Regions from separate parts of the Sus scrofa genome. Here all the other regions are linked to region 3. Evidence: chromatin contacts called from public Hi-C, HiChIP or PLAC-seq and promoter capture Hi-C data. All regions are on one chromosome and are shown on one strand. The core of a region is the stretch at or near the end of the contact, and the rest is flanking DNA. Distances in the headings are between cores, read along the strand shown.

Region 1 (3,503 bases), core at 293-2,792, 150 kb after region 3:
CCCACCTCCAACACTGAAATGGACGAAGAATGTCACCTGCCCATTCCAGAAAACAAAGAATGTCGCCCCCATCCAGCCACGTGGCCCGAGGGGACTCGGAACGGAGGAAGAACTGGACACTGGCCCTCGACAGTTAAGATGCAAATCTAAGCAAGAATTTCAGGGAGCCCAGGCTCGTGCATTTTCCTGTGCAAAGAAAAGCGCTCGAATCGTGAGTGACGTGTCTGGTTTTTTGGGTGCCTAGCAGTCATCTTTTTTTCTTTATGCAGCAGCTCCTGTGGCACATGGAAGTTCCCAGGCGAGGGGTCTCATCTGAGACGCAGCTGCTGGCCTACCCCACAACCACAGCAACGTGGGATCGGAGCCACACCCGCGACCTATGCTGCAGCTTGCGGCAAGGCTGGACCTCAACCCACTGAGCGAGGCCAGGGGTTCAACCCACATCTTCACAAACACTGTGTCGGTTTTTACCCCGCTAGGCCACCCCAGGAACTCCCAGCAGTCATCTTCTGATGTGGGATTGCCCTGGGGGGGGGGGGGTCCCAGCAAAAACTCCTAGAGATCCCGGCCCCTCCCTTACTTCTCCCGACAGACCCTCAGAGCTGCTGAGGGGCTGCTTCCTGGGCTACAGTCCTCAGTAAGGCCCCCAAATGAAACAGAGCTCAACTCTGAGGTTTTTGTCCCAGGTCTCTGCACCTGGCTCTAAATCGGGACCCGCTGGGCTGGGGACTGGACTGGAGCTGAGACCTCTGGGGACTCCACGGAGGACGCTGACGCTGACAGGTGAAGGAAGTGGCTCAGAGGCGGCTCCGAGCGCGGGCGGGACAGCGCGGGGGCGGCGGGCCCCCGGCACCGGCCCCCCCCGCGCCGCCCCTCTCGTGCGGGTCTCGGAAGAGAAGGGGCTGCTCCAGCGGCTCCGGGCGCCGCCTCCCCGCAAGGGCTCGCGCAGCCCCGCCCCGCCCCGCCCCGTTGCCTGGTAACGGAAGCCCCGCCCCCGGCCCGCCCCGCCCCGTCGCCTGGTAACGGCAGCCCCGCCCCCAGGAGTCGGAGGCAGCGAGGCCAGCCGCGGACCTGGAGGGCCTGGCGAGCCCTCTCCCGCCCAGCGGCCGGCGCGGTCGGTACCTGCCTGAGGTCCAGGTTGCCGAAGCCCCCGCAGCAGTCGGGCGCCGCCCCCGGGTCCCGCATGGTCCTCGCTCGCCGGAGCCCCCGGCCGCGGGCCGCCTTGCAGGGGTTGCCGCGCGGGCCTCGCGGGAGCCCCCGGCCCGCAGAACCGGCCCCCATGGCGGCCCATGAAGCGCCGCCGGCGGGGCGCTTTCCCGATGACCCCCGCTTCCTTGGCCTTCTGGGAAATGTAGTCCCCGTTTCCGCGCAGGGCCGCGCTCCCGGGCTCGCGCAAGCCTCTCGCGGAACCGAGACCTACTACAAATCCCAGGGCCGCGCGCTGCGGCGCCCGCCAGTCCCGCGGCGGCCTCGAGGCCGCCGGGCTCGGTGTCCCCTCGGCCCCCGGCTCCCCACCTGTCCTGCCAACTGACCTGGTGTCCCTGTCCTTGGCCGGCGGCGGGCTAGAGGCCGGCGGCGGCGGGTCGTAGGCTTAAGTAGCGCTCTGCGCAGCCCCTGCGGACCTGGACTTTGGCCGGCTCGGCCCCCCGCCCCTCCTGAGGCTGCCTGTGCCTGGGGGCGGGCACTCCCCGCAGCTCCCGCCCCGCGGTTGGCGACCCTCCTCCACTCCCCCTCGAGCACTCACCGGGGCTGCCCTCGTTGTCGCCTGGGGGAAGAGCGCCTAGCAGGAAAAGCGGGGTGTGTTGGGGGGAGGGGGCTGGGTCGGATGGTCACCGGGGCCCCTGCCCTGGAATGCTTCGGGAAGGTCTCAGAGGGAGGCCTGAGTGCAGGAGGTGCCAGACATGCAAACTGCAGGGGCAGGAAGAGAGACCACCTGTGCAGGTGCCTGGAGACCGGAGGGGTCCTTCTGGAATCCGGAAAAGGCTGGAGTAGTGGTGGACGGGAGATAGGGGGAACGACGGAGTTCGGAAAAGTAGGTGGGGAGTTCCCGTCGCGGCGCAGGGGAAAGGAATCCGACTAGGAATCACGAGGTTGCGGGTTCGATCCCTGGCCTCGCTCAGTGGGTTAGGGATCCGGCGTTGCCGTGAACTGTGGTGTAGGTTGCAGTCGTGGCTTGGATCCCGCGATGCTGTGGCTCTGGCATACGCTGGCGGTACAGCTCCGATTGGACCCCTAGCCTGAGAACCTCCACATGCCGCGGGTGTAGCCCTAAAAAGACAAAAAAAAAAAAAAAAAAGGAAAAGAAAAGTAGGTGGGATTTTGGATGGTTTGGTCCCAAGACAGCCCCTTTGAGCTAGGTGCCATGTACCTGGGAAATGGAGATTCCCTTGTCTGGGATGGGAGCCCAGGCAGCCCCTCTGTAAAGCCAGCTCTCCCTGATTCAAGCCCACTTCTCACCCCTTGGCCCTCAGCACCGGCCGGTCTGGAGCATTTGTGAGCAGACCCGGTGTGCGGGCCCCTGCGGTGGCCTCCGCAGCATCCCTAGGATAGGCAGGCCCACGGTGAGACAGGAAGGACACTGGCCTGGGGGCGAGCACTGGCTCTCGGACTGCAGACAACTTTCGTGTCCTCGAAAGTGAAAAGGAAATACCTGTTGGTAAAACCCATCACGCGGACCAGTGGGAAGTGCTTAACAACCACTGGGCATGACTGGGCTGCGCGCACGGCAGGCGCTGCAGGACCGGTGTGCCCACTGACCACCGCTCGTCATGCTCCCGCTCAGGGAGTCCAGGCAGAACCAGAGCCAATTCTGGGGGGCCTGCCAAGGGGGAAGGGCCCCCAGCCAGCACCACCCACCCAGGCCCGTTTTCTCCCTGCCTACGCCCGTTCTTTTATTAAGCCAGAGAAATTGGGTTTTGTGTGTGGTTTGTCTGGGAACGAAGAAAGGTAAATGTCAGAGGTCACCAGAGCTGATGCAACCGGAAGAGTCCACTGCCATCCCGCACCCCCGCAAGGGGCACACGCTGACCACAAAAGCGAGACCCCGCTTCCAGCGTGAGCACAAAACCTGCCGCCAAAGATATTTGGGGGCAGAAGTGTTCGCCTGGTGCTTTGAACACACCCGGGCCTGAGCTTGCAGGGACGCCACCCAGCCAGCCTCTCTCCCGAGAGTGCTCTGCGGCATCCCCAGCAAACAGAAGAGTCACTTCTGAGGCAGCTGCTGCTCTGGTGGGCAGGATGTTTGCTCCCAAAGTCCCCCTTCCCGAAGCTTTAACAAACAGGGTTATCTCTCTCTGCCCCAGCCTCATAGCTCTTCAGATTCCCGGAGCCATTTATCAGAATGTCTCCTGTCGGCTCCAGGGCAAACATCTCCAGGTGACCTCTCCGCTGGGAGTTTGACCTTTGCTAGAGAGGATCAAAGCCAGCAGCCATTTCTTCTTTGCCTTCTCCAGCTCCCGCCCTCCCTCCCTCCCCTGTGTCACCGGATCTGGCTGCCTGGCTCC
Region 2 (3,236 bases), core at 325-2,824, 160 kb before region 3:
TCATGCCAGTTTTGTGGATGAGGTAACGGAGGCAGCAGGCAGGTGAAGGCACTCGCCCAGGGCCAAGGGCCGGCCAGGCTGGGGCTGGCCTTCCCCACAGGCGGCCGCGGGACTTGGATTCTCCGTTCTTCAGCTCGCTTTGGAGCAAAGTACTTTCTTACACGAACATGACATCCGCCTCCCTGGGATGTTTGCAGGAGGCTCAGTGGAAAAGTACACAGCTCTGGAAGCCTTCGCTGCTTCTCCGAAAACCTTCCATTCTCTAAGCAACAGCTGCTGTCACTGACCCTAGCACATGCTTCAGTGTCACCTCCTCTGCGAGGGCTGAGCTGGCTCAAGCCCTGATTTGGAAACCCCGGCGCTGGGCTCCTCGCTGCCAGTAGGATGACCTTACCAGCCTGGGCTTGGACCCCAGGGCCCTGGATGACCGGGCCCTCACGAAGGCCTCAGCGTGGTCAGTCCTGCTCCTTCTTCCTCCACCTCCACCCCAGCCCCTCTCGACTCACGCTCGGCCTGAATTTCCTCTCCTCTTTAATTTCCCCAAGGACTCCCTCTCTGAGCTGCTGAGCCTTTTGTCCACACCTCCTTCAGTCTTCTCTAAGTGGTCTCCTGGCTCGGAGACTGGACGGTGGAGGACTGGAGGGACGGTTCGCCCACCTAGTAGAACTACGTGGCACAAATTGCTTGGAAGCGTTGGAGCCTTAATTTCCTCAAGTGCGTAATGAGGGCAGGAGTGCCTGGCTCAGTACCTGGCATCGCGTCAGCCCTTACTAATCTCCCGCAATAGAACTGACAGCTCTTCCAGGCTGATGTCTCTGAGTCACCCCCTGAAACCCTACCTCCCTCGTCTTAATTTCTATGTGCCTCAGTGTCCGCCCGTGTAAAACGGGATGGTGATGGGGAGGCTGTGCGCCTTCACTGAGCTCATGCATATCAAGCACTTGTAACACTCTGCAGCCTTGCTGACCACCGCGCGTGGCCCGCGCACAGTGGGTGCGGTGGGTGTCAAGCTAATCCGCTCCACGTGGGCGCAAGAGAGCCAGGTTGGAAAAGCTGTTTGCAGCACCAGCCCGCCGGCCCCGCCCCGCCGGCCCCGCCCCGCCCCGCCGGCCCCGCCCCCGCAGCTGTCAGGGCCGGCGGCCGCGCGCCCGTCCACCAAGCCTGAACGTCCCGCCGCGCCCCGCCTTTCCCCGCCTACACAAGTTACCTTGCGCCCGGCCGCCTTTGTCCCTCCCCCGGCTCCCATTCGCAGGAAGGTTTCTTTGTTAGCCGCGGCGCCCAGCTGCCATTGGCCCGCTGGGCCGCCAATCGCGCCGGGACGCGGCCCCGCCCCGCGTGCGGCCCCGCCCCGCGCGCTGGCCTGTCGCTCCCTCGCGCGCGCCCGCCGCCCCCGAGTGCGCCCGGCGCTCCGCTCCCCTTCGCTGCGGCCGCGGGCGCCCAGGGCGGCGCGGGCACCGAGCGCGGCGACCGGCGGGCGCTTTGGGAGCGGGAGCGGGCGCGCTTGGCCGCGTCCATGGGCCCGGGGCCGGCGGGCGGCGGCGGCGGCGGCGGCGCGGGCGGGCGGCGGGGGCCGCGCGCTCTGTGAGGCGCCGGCCTGCGTGCGCGGCTGGAGGCGGCGGCCGGGGATGCGGCGGCTCCCGGCCTGAGCCCGCGCCCGGCCATGTCGGCCGCCAAGGAGAACCCGTGCAGGAAATTCCAGGCCAACATCTTCAACAAGAGCAAGTGTCAGAACTGCTTCAAGCCCCGCGAGTCGCATCTGCTCAACGACGAGGACCTGACGCAGGTGAGCGCCCGCGGCCGGCGGCGGGCGGCGGGCGGCGGGCGGGGCGGACAAAGCGGCGCCCTGCGCCCGCCGCCCGGTGACTCATGCGTTTCGGAGGCTCGAGGCGCCCGGCCGAGCGCGGGAACAAAGCGCGGGGCCGCACTCGGGCCGGGCGGCGCGGCCGGAGCGGGGTCTCGTCTCTCCCGGGCGCCCCGGGTCGCCGCGCCGGCCTCTCCCCGCGCCGGTCCCTCCGCGGCCGGGCTCCCGGCCGCGCCCGACGGCCCGCCCCCGCCCCGCGCCCTCTCCCGGCCGCCGTGCTCCCCGAGCGTCCCCGGGCGGCCCTGAGCGAGGCCGGGAGCCCCCTTCCCATTGCGGCCCCGCTGACCTAGTTGCGGCCGCTCCTGCCGCGGACACGCTGCTTCCGAGCGGACCGGCCTGGCCCTTCCTCCGCCGCTGGAGTGCCCACCGGCCTTGGCGCTTACGGGGCCGGCGGCGGCGGCCCGGGACGTGCCGCCCCCTGACCGGAGCCCCCAGGCCGCGGAGCCCCCAGGCCGCGGAGCCCGGGTCGCGCCCCGAGGGCCCGCGGAGCTGTTTGCGGGGCGTGCTCCGGGCTGTGCGGCGGGCTTCCGAGGGCCCCTCCTCGGCGCTGCGGGGCTCTCTGGGCGGCCGCGTAGGCGGTGATGCGGGCCCCGCACCGGGACTCGGGAGATCCAGCTTCTGGTCTCCGCTGTCACTCTGAGCCGCGTGACCTTGAGCAGGTCCCTTCGCCTCTGGGTAGTTTCCTTTCCGTTCCCACAAATTGGGAGCAGGGGTCCCTGGCTCTCCCCCCCTCCAGGCGGTTGTGAAAAGCAAGGCATGAGACCTTCTTAAACTTTTCAAAAAATAAGCAGACAGAAAGTTGCTTACAGACCCGTACACTTGGATTTAGGAAGTTTCTGGGCTTGGCAAGGTTATTCTCGGAGAGTTTTCTGGTTATCCCGGGCCGCTGCCTCAATTGCGTGTTTACACCTCATGGGGCTTGCTTTCCATTTCTTAAATTTGGGTGGACTAGAATGGAATCTGCATATTCGAGTTAAATCTGTTGAAAAAAAATCTGTTTATTAGGTGGGTTCAGAGGAGCAGGAGGTGTTGCACATTTCCAGTGTGTTGCTCTTTCTCCTTCTTCCCAGGGGAAGTGTGGGTTTTGAAGCAGGCCTGGGCCCTCCAGGGCCCAACTGGAATGGTAGTTTCTGAAATGAGTGGGGTTATTTGTGCTGGGAGAGATGAGGCCGGGCTTCCACCTCCTGGGATCTTTCAGGAAGAAGCTGCTCTTGAAAAGAGGAGAGAGACTCGGGCGGCTGCCAGCAGCCTCAGCTGCTGCTCCCTGCATCCGGCCCTCCCCCAGCCTGTTCCTCTCATCCTCGGGGCTCCATTGGAAACCCTCAGCCAATCGGTTCCCACCAGTCTCCCCCAAGTCCCTGCTTCCTGCTGCCCC
Region 3 (3,319 bases), core at 249-2,748:
GCAGAAGTTCGCCAGCCAGAGGCTGAACCTGAACCGCAGCAGTGACCTGGGCCGCAGTGGCGACAGCGACGGAGGCCGCAGGGAAGTCCCCCTTGTCAATCTTTAGGTGAAAAACACTCCCGCCTGACCTCTCTTTGGTCCCCGGGGGCCCCGGCCCAGGAGCCACCGCAGGGCAGTGAGGCAGCCCAGGGCAAAGCCTGCGAGCCCGCCGCCTGTGGAAGCGGGAAAAGGCCCGTCTCCAGGCCCGGCCGGGCGACGGCCAGGAGGCACCGAAGCCCCTGGGCGCCGCCCGAAGCCCCTGGGCGCCGCCCGAAGCTGAGCTGCACAGGCCAAGCCTCACCGCGGGGAGGGAACCGCCGCCGGGGCCGGAACAGCGGGCAGCTCTCTATGGACCCCCCACCCCACCCCCGTCTCCGCCGGGCGCCCGGGCTTTCCAGGATCCGAGCAAAAGGCAGAAACGTCCGCCCGCCCGACGGCCTCCTCCCCTTCACACTCCACGCAGAAGCTCAACCCCCGCCCTCCCGCCGGGGCCGGCGCGCGGGACGACGCTGCCCTCCCGGGGTGCGCCCCAGGCCCGGGGTTAACTGCAGCCGCCGCAGAGGGCCGACGCTGCGAGGACCCGGCGCAGGGCGGCTGCCGGCCCGCAGCCTCGCTGTACACACAGGGGACACACGCGGCGTCGCGGGCACCGGCACTCAACCACCGACAGGCTGGTGCCCCCGACACGTCCGCCCCGACGGCCCCGACGGCCCCCGCGGATTGTGCCCGGTGTCCCCCGGCTGGCGACCCATCGCCTCCCGCGGGGACTCCTCCCGGCCCCCGGCCCCCCGGGGCCGCCGCGACCCACCCCCGGGCCGAACCTGCCTCCCCCGACCGGGCGCGCCGGACCGCACCCGCCACACCCGACGGCCCCTCACCTCCAGGGCCCGCGGGACCCCGGGCGGGGGCGGCGACGCCGACGCGCCCCTCAGCCCGGCCTCGCCGGCCGGCTCCCTCCCCTTGCCCCGAACCCGCGGGTCAACTAACCGGACAGACCAGGGCGACGCCAGACGCCGGCGGAGTCCTGAAGCCCCTGGGGCTGCCCTCGGGGTCCGGGGCCGCGCCGTCACCTCCTCCCCCGCGGCTGCACGGCGCCCGCCCCCAGGCGCGTGACTCGCCCGGGCCGTACCACTGCCCCGGCCGCGGGTGGGGGTGCGGGCCGTACCAACGCCCAGAGGTTTAGTGGGGGCTCGGGCCGTACCATGGCCCGCCTGGCGGAGGGGGTGCGGTGCGTGCCACCCGTCCCAGAGGCGGTGGGGGCGTGGGCCACACCACCGCCCAAGCCGCGGGTGGGGGCGCGGACTGTATCATGGCCGATTCGCGGAGGGGGTGATGGCCGTACCACCGCCCAGGCCGCGGAGGAAACGCGCGGAGCCGCACCCCGGGAAGGCCCGGAGAGCCCGGCGGCTCCGAAGTCCAGCAGAACGCCGTCGCCACTACCCCCAGCCCGCTAACCCTCTGAAAATTCCGGAGTGGTTCCGCCCGCTCAGACGGAGGGGCGGGGGATGTCGGAGGAAACCATTACAGGAGAGAGGGGTACTTCAATTTAAAGAACCTTTTAAAAAAAACTTGAAAAATATAGCTATCCTAGGATTCCCAGTGCACACCAAAGAAACAAAAAAGGGAATGTCGCGATTCCATAAAGGGCGCTGTAATTCCCTTTGCTTGCACCATTAGTTTTTATTAAATTTCCGATTGAACCGGTCTTCGGTGGGGCGTGCGAGCATGGGGCCGTCCGCCAGCTGACGTAAACAGAGGGCGACGTCGAGGGAGAAGGCCGTCGGGTGACGCAAAAAGCCCGCGCCGCCGGGAAAGTGGGACGGGAAAGCGTGTGCGCCAAACTTTAAAAACTGTGGTTATCCAGAGATAATCTTCTAAAACCTGGGCGTCTTTTGTTCAGACTGTATAGTGGTCAGTCCGAAAGGCTTCAGTGCCTTATGCCAGGCGGCCTAGAGTGAGGGAGTGTCAATGGACCGCCCTAGACCAAGGGTAAAATCACCGGGTCTGAGAGTTCCCTGGTGGCTCAGGCAATTAAGGATCCGGTGTTGTCACTGAAGCGGTTCGCCTCGCTGCCGTAGCTATGGGATCGATTGCCGGCCCAGGAACTTCCGCGTGCCAGAAGCGCGGCAAAAAAACAAATCACGGGAGTCACTTCTGAGCCGAGGAAAGCGCAGATGGGCACCTTGTGGTAGAAGATTAAGGGCTACAGGGGATGGAGTTTTGAGGCCAGTTATTGCCCCTATATTATTAACTAGTCCTAGCAATCCAGTTCCTCTTGATATTGGACAGCCAAGAACTTAGCATACTGGCTGATAAGTCAAAAAATAATTTCCGAAGCAAACAGTAACACAGGAGTTCCTATCGCAGCTCAGCGGAAACAAAGAAAGAAACAAAGCCATTAGGACGCGGGTTCGGATTCCTGTAGGTCGCAGAGGTGGCTGTGATCTGGCTTTTCGGTGGCTGTGGTGTAGGCCACCGGCTAGAGCTTGGATTCGGCCCCTAGCCTGGGAACCTCGTATTCCGCACCTGCAGCCCTAAAATGGGGCGGGGGGGGGGGCAGTAACAACAACAACAAAACCCCCACAGGGATATACTGATTTGGAGTTCTAGGTTTACTTCTGTCATCAACGCCTGAGTTTTACAGAGTTTGTGAAATGCTTTTTGAAAGCCTTAGTGGAAAGGTGCAAGAAATGACTGCGGCCTCCTAGTCTGTGGCCTTTCAATTTCTAACAGAAAAATTTCCCACATCTGTCACAGTAAACAAAACTCACCCTGAAAATGACACAGCAGCAATTCTGAATATAAATCTGACCAACTGATTTCCACACTAGTAAAGAACTTAACACAACCTTCCCAAACTTTGCTGCCATGCTGCTTTTATTTAAAGGGAGCTTAACATCTTAAAGGGAAGAAATCCCACTGCATATCCTGCTGCTTCAACCAGGAAGACAAATGTTCTTTCACAATTTTTAGTGTTTTGTTGTGTTTTGGTCTTTTTAGGGCTGCACTCGCAGTATATGGAAGTCCCCAGGCTAGGAGCTGAATCAGATGTGCAGCTGCTGGCCTGCGCCACAGCCACAGCCAAGTGGGAGCCCAGCGGCTTCTGACCTGCACTGCAGCTCACAGCAACGCCCGATCCTTAACCCACTGAGCAAGGCCAGGAATTGAACCCGAGTCCTCATGGATGCTAGTCGGGTTCATTAATCCCCAAGTCACAAGCTGAGTCACAAGAGTCACGCTGGGAACTCCTCGACTGAATACGTCTAATCACGTCATTTTT
Region 4 (3,498 bases), core at 867-3,366, 190 kb before region 3:
GTTGCCGTGAGCTGTGGTGTAGGTCACAGACATGCCTTGGATCCTGTGTTGCCGTGGCTGTGGCACAGGCCGGGAGCTGCAGCTTGGATTTGGCCCCTCGCCTGGGAACTTCCCTATGCTGTGGTGTGGCCCTAAACAGCAAAAACAAAAAAGCCCTTATCAAGTCCCATATAAACACCTGAAGCAAAACCATCCTGAGTGTTGCTTTGGCTTGTTGGCTGAACAAGAATTAAACACCAAGGGCCGCAGTACCCTGTGTCCTGCCTTAAACTGCTTCACCTGTAGCCTTTCACTAAGCCACTTGGGTTAAAAGCAGGCCCTCCTGAGGTTTCCTTTAGGAAACACGTTATACCAAGAGATCTGGTAGTTCCTTCCTGAGTCCTCCTCTAAATCCTAAATTCCATGTGGACGCTTCTGGGTCTAGGCGTCCATGATGGTGCCTTGATAAGAGGAAAAAAAAGTCCTGTTGCCAATGTGAACGCCGTCTGATTCCTGCTTCGGTGGATCGGGCGGAAGGCCTGGGGCCCTGACCGGCCCTCGGCCCTGGGTGCTGAGGGGAGGCAGGAACAGCCTCACAGCCAGCGCGTCCCTCGCAGGGAGGTGCTGGGTGCGGAAGACAGGGCTGGTCCCAGGGGTCCGGGAGGGCTGCCTGGAGGAGGCAGCATCAGGGGAGGCCTCTGCTGGGTTCCACAGCGTGCCTGGCCTCTGACGTAGCCTCGCCTGGAAGTGGGACCTTTGTAGGTGTGATCCAGTTGACACGAGGCGGTGCCGGGTCCAATGACTTGCGTCCTCACAGGAAGAGGGAAGCGTGGGCGCAGGCGCAGGAGCAGAGACGCGGGCTGGGGAGGCCGGGGACGACCCCGCCCCTGGCTGTCGGAGGGGTCTCTTCCCCTCCGCACTGCCAGGGAATGGAACTCTGTCTGATGCTCTCTGCGCCCAGGAGGCCGCACAGAGCCCCGCGGCGGGAGGAAGCCGGCCCCGCGCGCCCCCCGCCTCCACCAGCAGGTGGCGCCCTGGCCGCTCGGCGGCCCCGGCCCGGTGTGGCCGGTGCGGCGGGTGATCCACGGTCGCGGGGCGTGGAGAGCGCCCTGCAGGCTCCGCCCGGGCCAGTCCCCGATGCCGCGGCCCTTGTCGGGGCTCCCACCCACCTGCGTGAGGATGGAGCGTGTCTAACCCCCGGGAGGGCGCGCGCGCAGCCCACCGTCCTCCCTCTCCAGGCCCGGCTCGGGGGGTCCGAGAACACCTGGCCCCCCGGGAGGCAAAGACCGGGCGGCGAGACTGAAGCCTGGCGCCCGCCGCCCCCGCGCCGACGCCTCTCCCTGCCTCGGTTTCCCGATTTCCCGTAGGAAACGCTGGAGTTCGCGGAGCGGGGGAGGCTCCGCCCCCAGGGAGGACTGACAGCCCCGAAACCCCGGGTGATTTTGGTGTTTATTTGGGGGCTTGTTGTTTCCGTTTTTTTCGTTGTGATACAGCACGCAGAACACAGACTTCGCCGTGTTAACGTTTTTCAGGGTTCACTTTGGGGGCATTAGGTGTGCAGGGTGTTGGGCGACCTTTGGCACCGTCACCTCCAGAGCTGTGTCGTCTTCCCAAAGCGGAACTCGGCCCCCTTAAGCCCGCATCCCCCCCGCCCCGCACAGCCCCTGTCCACCGGGCTTCCTCCTGTCCCCGTGGATGGGACCTCTGGGTGTCTCAGAGGGGGAATCATGCAGTGTTTGTCCTTTCGCTTCTGGCTTATCGCGCTCAGCACAATGTCTTCAGCTTCATCCGCGTCGTAGCGTGTGTGTGTGTGTGTGTGTGTGTGTGTGTCTGAATTTCCTGTCTTTTGACAGCCGCCCAACCTCCCATTGCTGGTGTGGACCCCATTTCTCCTCATCTGTGGATGGACACTTGGTTGCTTCCACCGTCTGGCTCCTGTGAATCACGCTGCTTTGAACATTTGTGTGCAAGTGCAGGTGGGAGGCTCTGTCCTCCCAGTGCCTGTTTCTTCAGGCCCCTGGAAGCGTGGGTGCCCCTGTCGGAGATCCAGCAGGCACCGCGGCATCAGCAGTGTGGCCTGTGCTTGCAACGTGCATGCCAGACCCAGAGCCGGGAAAGCAGCTCAGATCTGCCGCAGATTCATCCTGCAGGCGGCCAGCTGAGCGGGGGAGCCCGGGAAGGCAGGCTTCCGAAACAGAACCACCCCCGCCTGTCACTCTTCTTCCTAAAAAGGCTCCATATTCAGATGTCTTCTTGCAAAAAAAAAGAGAAAAGACAAAGAACCTTTTTACCTTGAAACATCATCACTTATGATCCTTGAAATCTTGCACATGTAATGTTTATGTAACTGCGTTCGTGTGACACACAGAGGCTTCAAAGCTGCCTGGTGCGTTTGGGGGCAGAGGAGGAGGAAGAAGAGGTGAAGAATTGCTCTGCCTGGTCTGCTGGCAGCCCAGCAGTCCAAGACCCGCTGGGCAAAAGCTGGTGTCAGCTCTGTGGTCACACTGTCCGGGCTTCTGCCCTCCCATATGCCAGCAGGTTTTTACTGCCTCCTGGAAGGCAGAGCCAGGCCAGCGAAGGGGCAGCTATAGGCTCAGGATAGAGACAAGCTTTCAAATGATTAGAAAGGCAATCTCGATAGGTGGTGAGCCCACTGTCCCCAGAGGTATGCAAATAGAAACTGAAAGACCATCGGTAAGGGATAGTGTGACAGGCAGAGAGTGGGGGGTTCTTAGAGGACCTCATTGGCCCAGGAGTATTTGCCTACATCCTTTTTTTTTTTAGGGCCACACCTCTGGCACACCGATGCCCGGGGGCTAGGGATTGATCAAATCAGAACTGCAATTGCCGGCCTACACCACAGCCACAGCGTCTCCAGATCTGAGCCATGTCTGTGACCTGCACCACACATCACGGCAATGCCAGATCCTTAACCCGCTGAGCGGGGCCAGGGAATCAAACCCATGTTGTCATGAATACTAATCGGGCTCTTAACCCACTGAGCCATCATGGGAACTCCGAGTGTGTCGACATCTTTTGAAACTCTTTGCCTCACTGGAGGAAGCATGCTCACCAGGCCACCTGTGACTACACGTGGAGTCCTGGGAGGCAGGATCCAGGAGGGGCCTTCAAAGTGTGGTTTTTTCCACCCAGACAACAACCGGGCCAATAACAGCACTAGGTCCTGGGGGGCTGCCTACGGAGGGCTGCCCGTGGCGCCTCCTCTCGGCAGGAGAATTGTGTTAAGAACCAGGATTCTGAAGCCTCACTGTCTGGGTCCACCTCCTGTGTGCGGCAGGACGGGACCCCGTGGAGGACGTTTCCTTCCCAAGGCCAGGAGGGAGGCCTCCACTCCAGGCAGGCCTGCCCTACGTGAACCACCACTGTCACCGTCCCTGTGGGCGTCTGCTGTGTGCCAGCTACCCTTCCGGTAACTCACTAACCCTCCCAAGCTCTCCAAGATGCCTCCTTTCATTTTATAGGTAAGAAAATGGAGCCCAGAGAGGTTTATTAACTTGC

Evidence for each region. Promoter capture Hi-C pulls out the DNA fragments that hold promoters and counts their contacts. A called contact is a pair of places that touch in the nucleus more often than the background predicts. HiChIP or PLAC-seq counts read pairs in DNA pulled down with a chosen protein or histone mark.
Region 1: a contact with region 3 is called in an H3K27ac HiChIP or PLAC-seq map of alveolar macrophages. The contact joins the promoter of PEMT here to the promoter of FLCN in region 3. A contact is called at or near these places in 1 of 5 promoter capture datasets (fetal liver) and 1 of 2 datasets of contacts at active chromatin or transcription factors (alveolar macrophages).
Region 2: a promoter capture Hi-C map of liver shows a contact between it and region 3, with 2.7 times the contacts expected there. The contact joins the promoter of MPRIP here to the promoter of FLCN in region 3. A contact is called at or near these places in 1 of 5 promoter capture datasets (liver), 2 of 47 Hi-C or Micro-C datasets (embryonic fibroblasts and epiblast stem cells) and 2 of 2 datasets of contacts at active chromatin or transcription factors (alveolar macrophages and skeletal muscle).
Region 4: a contact with region 3 is called in a Hi-C map of subcutaneous adipose tissue, with 2.1 times the contacts expected there. The contact joins the enhancer-like site here to the promoter of FLCN in region 3. A contact is called at or near these places in 3 of 47 Hi-C or Micro-C datasets (embryonic fibroblasts, retroperitoneal adipose tissue and subcutaneous adipose tissue) and 1 of 2 datasets of contacts at active chromatin or transcription factors (alveolar macrophages).

Annotation. Positions count from the first base shown.
Region 1 is chr12:60,878,406-60,881,908 of Sscrofa11.1, reverse strand. PEMT (phosphatidylethanolamine N-methyltransferase) reads right to left here and starts at 1,542. Exons shown (of 7, transcript NM_214365.1): 1 at 1,533-1,542.
Region 2 is chr12:61,184,228-61,187,463 of Sscrofa11.1, reverse strand. MPRIP (myosin phosphatase Rho-interacting protein) reads left to right here and starts at 1,574. Exons shown (of 23, transcript XM_021068036.1): 1 at 1,574-1,783. The coding sequence starts at 1,661.
Region 3 is chr12:61,027,365-61,030,683 of Sscrofa11.1, reverse strand. It overlaps FLCN (folliculin), which reads right to left and starts at 1,498. Exons shown (of 11, transcript XR_002337421.1): 1 at 1,027-1,498.
Region 4 is chr12:61,220,674-61,224,171 of Sscrofa11.1, reverse strand. No RefSeq gene overlaps it. Among named protein-coding and RNA genes, the nearest start is that of TNFRSF13B, 24 kb to the left of the region's middle. Within about 2 kb of position 2,116, at least 26 of the 83 cell types and tissues checked have an H3K27ac peak or open chromatin away from gene starts, as enhancers often do. A contact at or near this core is called in retroperitoneal adipose tissue and subcutaneous adipose tissue, where this site is marked.